Regions from separate parts of the Zea mays genome. Here region 2 is linked to region 1. A link is a contact called in public Hi-C data. All regions are on one chromosome and are shown on one strand. Each heading gives the region's core, a stretch centred on a gene start, on an enhancer-like site or on the middle of the called end of the contact. The rest is flanking DNA. Distances are from core to core; before and after follow the strand shown.

Evidence for each region. Hi-C and Micro-C count contacts between places; a contact is called where the count stands out from the background.
Region 2: a Hi-C map of ear shows a contact between it and region 1, with 1.8 times the contacts expected there. The contact joins the promoter of LOC100276267 here to the promoter of LOC100272863 in region 1. A contact is called at or near these places in 2 of 25 Hi-C or Micro-C datasets (ear and leaf).

Annotation. Positions count from the first base shown.
Region 1 is chr1:252,193,624-252,197,185 of Zm-B73-REFERENCE-NAM-5.0, reverse strand. LOC100272863 reads right to left here and starts at 1,931. Exons shown (of 6, transcript NM_001147316.1): 1 at 1,666-1,931; 2 at 1,457-1,541; 3 at 1,145-1,337; 4 at 948-1,060; 5 at 755-862; 6 at 365-662. The coding sequence starts at 1,850. The coding sequence ends at 543. LOC100283558 reads left to right here. Exons shown (of 6, transcript NM_001156458.2): 6 at 1-402.
Region 2 is chr1:252,333,667-252,337,674 of Zm-B73-REFERENCE-NAM-5.0, reverse strand. LOC100276267 reads right to left here and starts at 2,019. Exons shown (of 4, transcript NM_001150098.2): 1 at 1,788-2,019; 2 at 1,616-1,683; 3 at 1,171-1,474; 4 at 56-451. The coding sequence starts at 1,871. The coding sequence ends at 1,192.

The DNA of each region.
Region 1 (3,562 bases), core at 682-3,181:
TGACGTCTGTGGTTGCCTTGGAACTCTGGAACCGTGATGGCTGGTGGACGGTGGTTGAGTTATGCTTGTTCGTTTCAGTTTCAGACATGCTGTGCAGATGATTCGTAAACTGACTCGTCTTTCATTCATTTGGAAGGGTTTATCGTATCTTGCTATCTTTTGTAATGAGTTGTATGCTACATCCGGCATGAGACCATGTTGCTGTTGCTTGTTTCATTAAACTCCAACGGTTTCCATAGGAGAGGAGCAAATCCAGATGGGTAGTTCACAGCATAGCTGAGCGGAAAGTATGCAGACCAGAGCATGGCGTATTTGGTGTGTTCCATGCTACTGCTCTGTTTAAGACTGTTTTGTATCAGAGTTTGCAAAGATGGATACCATGTATCCAGATCATCTTGCTCATTGATGCGTTTTTACTGTGGTATTCTGGCTAAATACAGGTATGCTTCATGTATCACATGATGACAAACTTGACAGACATTTGTGTGGATCACGTTTGCTGCTGCTGCCTCCCTCCCTCGGATTGAGATGGAGCTCCTTCATCATTCCTCGGAATCAGACTCGAGGGGGCAGGAGCCGTCGTCGACGGTGGCCAGCGGGTCGAACATGTCGGAGCTGGGGTCCGTGCATCCGCTCACGATGTCCAGCTTGCACCGATCCCCCTGCAAGGGTCAGTTGTGTTGTGAAACTGAAACACGAATGGATGGCATATGAATGACGACTATAGAGCAGAGCAGCGGTGAGAAGAACCCACCCCCTCCTCGAGGTAGCCGTCCATGGCGCAGCTGGTGATGGCGATGTTCTCGTCCGGGTAGATGGCCAGGTCGCAGGCGCCCTCCCTGTTGAGTTCGTCCGCCAGGCCCTGCAACAGACCAGTACTCAGCTCGCTGCACGCCTGCACCACCGGTCAGTGGTCACCATCATCACCCAAGACGGTAGACACTCACCTCGTTGAAGAAGCTCAGCGGCTTGTTCTGCCATGGCTTGGGGACCCTGAACTTGAGCGTGTACGGCCCGTCCCACTCGGCCCCGTTGGTGAAGGAGAAGATCAAGCTTACGGCTGCACGCACGCACCGAGAGAAATCAGCGAGAGGTAACTAGTGAGATGAGATGAAAGAGATGGATGGGCTGTCTGTCTCTCCACCGTGCTGCGGCACGCGTATCCTGATGGTGTAGATGGGCGGGTCGGCTTTGCCCCGCTCCTGCAGCGTCATCTGCCTCGGCTCTCCGCCGCACATGATGGGCTGGTTGAAGCCGCCGTTGAACGCCACGCCGAACACCTCGTTCGGGGCCATCTTCGTCGCCGCCGGGTTGTAGAACAGGGTCAGCCCCTCGCCCTGCCAACCATCCCACGCACGCGCGTATCAGCCAGCGCTAGCTAGCAGAAGCAGGATCCGATCCAATCCGCATCATCCATGGACACGGACTCGACATTTCGACCGACCGACTGACTCACCGGCGAGGGCGGGAGGCCGCTGCTGGTCTTCCAGTAGACCGGCGCCCGCCCGAGCTCGAACTCCGCCCACGTCGGCAGCGACACCCTTTGCAGTTGCAAGTCGGTCGGAGGTCACGCACGCGCGTCCAGCAGCAGCAGCAGCAGCATCGATCAATTAGCTACAAGAGCAGCAGCCAGCTTATTTGTTACACCACTATATATACACTTACCCCTTGTTCTGCAGCTCTACGGCAGCCGGCGCCGCCGCCGTGGCAGCGGCTGCGGCGCGGACGGTCGCGGAGGAGCTCCGCCTGCAGGTGACGACGAGGACGGCTCCAGCACGGGCCGGCTGCCGGTGGATGGCCGCGGCGCCGGTGCCGCTACTCAGGCGGCTGCAGGAGGAGAGCGTGGCCATCGACCCGTTCGTCGTCCTTGGTCGGTTATTGCTTGCAACTTGTTGCGAAATTGGAGTAGCTGAGCTGAACGCGGACGAGCGAGATAGTTCTGGGCGGACGGGCGGTGCGAGTGGGAGCTGGCTGCTGGCGGTGTCTTAGGCCGCCGGCGTATATAAGGATCCAGTGGATGGGTATCTGGACTGGGTGCGGGGTTGGACGTGTGTGGTGGGGAGGTGGCAACGACAGGGAGGCTCTGGAGTCTGGACTGGATGATGCCATGCAACATGCTGCCACTGCCCACTGGTAGTGGTAGGTAAGGTGGGATGTTTGATTTTTTTCCCCACTTTTTGCGGCGGGAACGGGACAAAGCTATGGCTTTCACCCTCACAGGTAAAATATCATCTCCAGCCTCAAGGCTCAAGTGGTCATTGTTCAAAACTCACAACTCGAAAAAAAAAACATATCCTTGCTTTATCTCCCGCCTCTCACTGAATCTTCTCACTTGTTTTTCTACTTGGTGCATCTTTGGTAGTATCGTGGTTTAGATATACTCTCTCTCCATCCTATTAGTTGTCGTTTTGGATAAGATTTGAGGCTTATAAAATTTTAATTACAAATAACTATTTTATGATGTAGTTTTGAAACATAATGTTTATATGCACCGATGTGTCTTAACCAGTAATTTTATAAAAGTATTTTTTTTAAAAAAACATTGATCAAATTTATAATTTAAAGACCGTGTAGCTGTTTTAAACGACAACAACTAATAGTACACCGAGGGGGTAAATGACAGGGAAGTAAACAAACAGGAACGACGTCATCATCAATCCCGATATGGGGAATAAACAAGCGACGAGGCAGACCAGGAACATCAAAATGTCCAATTGATGGAATTTAGGCTCTCTCCAACGGCGCCGTCCGGACGCCATCCTGCTTCCCGGCAGCGTCCAACAACGCCCTCTCGAGGGCCCTCCGTCCTGGGAGAGAGACGCTTTTCCCTCCGTTAATGGAAGAGCTAATCTCCCCCATCTGTTAATTACTGTGTTTTAGTTGTAAAATTAATTAGATTTAAAGCTTTATAATCTAATATAATGTGTATTATAATAGTACAAATATGATAGTATTTTTTAAAATTCTAAAGCCGATGTAGAAAAGTCAAATAAGTCAGTTAAAAAGTAAAGATGAGGTGAATAGGAGGAATGTTTGGGGAGGAGATAAAATAGGGAGAAGAATAATTGAAGGGAAGGTATTTAAATATAAATAAAAGTATGAAATGAGAAATTTGGGAGGGAGAATTGTTGAAATACGAATCGAGAAAAAAAAACAAATATGAATGTTTATCTTTCTTCTACTTCGAAATTGTGCGGGCACCTTTGCGTGCGTCGGAAGGGACTGCTACTGTCCGTCCCTTTTGTGAAAATGGTGATGGGATTTTTTCTATTTTTTTTGAAAGGGGAAATTTTCTACTGTGTTGGTTGTAGGGGGAACAAGAGAAGTCTAATTTGAATTATGCAACTATTGTTCGAATTTCCTTTTACCAAAATATCTTGAAAACCAGGAACCTTTGACCATCCAGCTGTAAAAACCATTCACGTTTCTCTATCTAGCTTTTTTATGAGTGGTTTTACTGGCATGTAAGATAAGTGACAGTGGACCCAAACATCATCATTTCTTTTCTCTTTGTCCTTTATCCCTCCCTCGGTCCCTCCTGTGATCAAGTCCATGTAGTTCG
Region 2 (4,008 bases), core at 770-3,269, 140 kb before region 1:
AATGTAATGCAAAACACAACTTCTCACGTATGGTCGTATGGATATCTGAACAATCCCTGAACGTATCGATGTTGACGTAATGAACTTATCAATTCCTTCAAACATACGGCGTCTATCATAGCTGTTTGCATAAATTAGTATTATTGATTGTCTTCAGTTTGTCGGGAACTTCTGCTATTTGAGTGGCCACGAGGTGAACAGCTAACTGTGGCAAGAAACAATCACTCTAAAGCATAACTTACGATCAGTTTAATGTTCACTCATGACACCAAAAGTAAGCAGGAAGTAGATAGGAACAAAGTACACGGACGAATCTTTAAGTAAGATGAACTAACATTCTCCTGCAATTATTGGTCTAAGAAAAAGCAGTAAAGCAGTCCAGATCATAATTTCTGGTTATTCATGTTCTTGTTCGTCAACTACTGCCTCATCATGCTATCCTTAAAACCACCTGAAAAATTATGAACAGAGAATGGTAAATATCTGAGCAAATGGCAAGGAAGCATTGCCCTGTAAGCTTAATAATCTTCGCAATCATAATGAAGACACAAGCTTCTGTAAATATCTCATATAAGCAATTGAGAACACCCTCGATAATATTTACGGTCACATGGTCACATATCTCAAATGCATCCCCAGTCTAACCGGCATGAGATGTCCTAACGTCCATTGCATTGCATGCTTGCTTCACAGGTGCACTCTTGCTCAGTGCATACCGAAAGGTGCCAGTACAGATGGTGGCTTTAGATGTGGCGATCTTTCACGGCTGCCGATAACACATGCGGAAAGAGGATGGTTCCAGCTTTTGTCGACACAGATCACACACTCACTTGAGCAAGATATCGGTAAGACAAATCAATTACCCAACCACAATAAAAGCAGCAAAAATCGGGTCTACCATCTCTTAACCATGTTACAAAGATTTGACGGCAAAGATTAGCCCTGACATGAAGCACAGCTCCTAATACACTTTTCAAACACATAAATAAAAGATATGCTCCTATAGTTACATATCATTCACTTCACAGTTTAGTGCTAGCGGAATGTTTTTCCTACACGCAACTAATTGAAATTTCAGATATTACCCAAAAACACTAAAAAAAAGGCAGGTTAACTTTTCGCAGTATCGGCTGATATCTAAATTAATTTCTTGTGATATTATAACCTCACCTTTCATGCACATTTCTCCTTTTACTTTCTTGCCTTTCCTTGATTTCCCTTTCCTGTCATTGTTCGATGGGGCCTTCGTCTCCGTGTAAAAGCAAACTCTCCAAATTTATGGCCAACCTTCCCTTCAGTGATCTTGCACCGGACATGAGTTTTCCCATTGTAAATGAGCACAGAGGAACCAACAAATTCCGGCAAAATAGAGGATCTACGAGACCAAATCTTCTTGCCATTCATATTTTCTCTGTTCTTCTTAATTCTAGACAGGAAAGCGTCAACGAATGCTCCCTTCCATAGAGCCCTTGAGCTGCACACAGCAGCAAACACATACAATTCAACACTCAACAAGCAATGGTTGGCATAGAAGCACAATCTAGCGTTGGTGATGATCCGCATACATACTAAGCTTGTACTCCTAGTAGTTGTATCCTAGTAGTTATATATTTACCTGAAAGCACGAGCCGCTGCTCCAAGGCCGGAGAGTAGAGGAGATGCGGTGTGCTGGGATCTGGGAGCCTGATCAGACCACACGGTGGAACATACAAATTGGACAGATCAACATCGACACACGAACAACCAACGACGCGGAAGAGGGGGAGGGGGGAGGGGGGAGGTGGCACCTGAGAGATGGCCGAAGCGGCGGCAGCGGGGAGGGCATGGCTAGATCTGGCGAAAGTAGAGGCGATCAGAGAACCAATCGCCATGGCTTTCGCTTAGGCTTGGGCTCGGCTCCCGGCGGCAGAAGCGGCGGCGCCGTGTTGAGACAGAGACAAGGAAGAAATGGTGAGATCCCAAACAAAACCTACCTGGGCGGCGTGGCGGCGGGCCTGTTCTCGCAATGCGTTGAGTTGGGCCGCATGGGCTGCGAAAGAAGAAAGAAATCTAGCCTTACAATGTTCCGTATTTTCGTCGAAAAAACTTTTTCTCATCAGTGTGTCCGGTAACCCAGTTCCCAGTTCGACCGTGCTCTGCCTTGGCTTCTCGCGGCTCCTTGCTAGAAGGTTGGCTAATACGACAGAATAAGCTGCGACTTATTAATCGAAAGAGCACAAAAATATACATTATAGTTTACTGTTACTATTTTACAGTGAATTCTGTGAGGTAAAGAGGTCCCACTGGATTTGTCAAAATCAAGTATATCGATATTTACTTCTAGGTTTAGAAGCAACAAATAAAGAACTAGTAAAGTGGGAGATGTGTTGTGACCTGTATCGAATGACTCGCTTATATAGCTCACTGGTCATTTGTTGTCGTAAGTGATGGAAGAGGTAATACTGGGTCTATGGGCGATATTGGGTCTATCGGCTAAAGTGATGGAGGCAAGCTTGAATGTAGCAGTTGGTGGAGATGGCTCGTGGAATCACACCAATCAATAATGTCTTGCTTTACCATCCTAGCTTAGCTATAGGCTAGTAAATATGTTTGGAATCTAAATCACACATCTCTTTGCAAAAGAGATATTGACACTTAGTCAACATCGTAGTTGCACATAACATAAAGTATTCCATGCATAGGTTTTGACTATAAGAAAAATACAGGATATAGTTTAGAGAGAAATTAGATTGCCTAATTTACCCGCTCTTATGTGTCATGTTCCTTTCATAATTATCGGGTTTCAAAGGATAAATGATAAAGTTAAGGATCGACTAGTTTTAAGTATTAATTGAGTTGTTGGACACTTAGAATAGTGATAGGACATTTATTTTTTCTTTTGACACACTAGACAGGGGTATGAATGTGTGGCTAGACCTAGGTAGGTTTAGTTAAGAGTGGTGATGTCGACTTTATGATGACTAGTACTAGGTAAACACATAAGAACATATGGGAAATCTGAAACAAAATCTAACTCAAAAAGTAATCAGAACAAGCGAGTTGGTAGTAGCACCGGATATGGGGCATCGAACAAGGGAATTCCCTATTGAGATTCAGAATAGGTGAAGCACTTACGTGTCTAGTGTGCATCAATATGATGCACTAGATAGATCATCCGTAGAGCTTCAAAAAGGTTGTAAATAGTTGTCAGAGACAAGATCCCTGGTCCCTGGGACCCATCGATCAGCGAGCACGTCCGGGGAAAGCCACTAGCAACTAGGGGTCGTCGATCCTCCAGGTAGTGTCTGTCCTGGAGGAACCCGCCCCCGATGAGCCCCGTGGCACCAAGCACGGGGGGCAGGCGTGCTGAAGGGAAACCACACGAGTGGGTCCCTTGCCTGGCCCGAGACCGACTCGTCATAAGTGACCGGCTGCATTAGTTGTGTCTAGCGTCGAGCCACAACGGAGGCGTCGGTCCGCCTCCCACTTATAGCCTATGAGCCACTCAGACCATAGAGCACACATGACCTACGAACCCCTCAGACTGTGGCCCATTTATGGCCCAAGCACCCCCTGACCTACAATGCACACATGACCTATCAGGACTTGGCCTGAGTGCGCAGACCTCTTGTAGGGCACATCGCGGCGAACTGCGCCAACCCCTAGGCTACGAAGGCCAGGAGTCGACATAGCCCGCATGATGGCGCTCGAGCCCCATGCTCCCCGCGCCACCCTCCATAAAGAGTACGACACAGCCAAGCGACCACGAGATGTGTGCCTTTACCCCCATGGTAGAACACTCGGTTTTACCGTCGTCCGATGGCTTCGTCTTGAGGAAACCACCGCAAGCCACCATTGGCCGACCCCCTCTTGGCCTATAAAAAGGAGGAGGCTAGCTCGAGGCTCCAGGTTGGAGGGGCACGGCCTGGATCCCCCAGCTAGGATTCAGGCCCCCGGATAGGGCTGGAAAATAAGCTGGAGGCTCGCGAGCCGGCTCGAGCTCGGAACGGCCACAAACTCTACGATAGA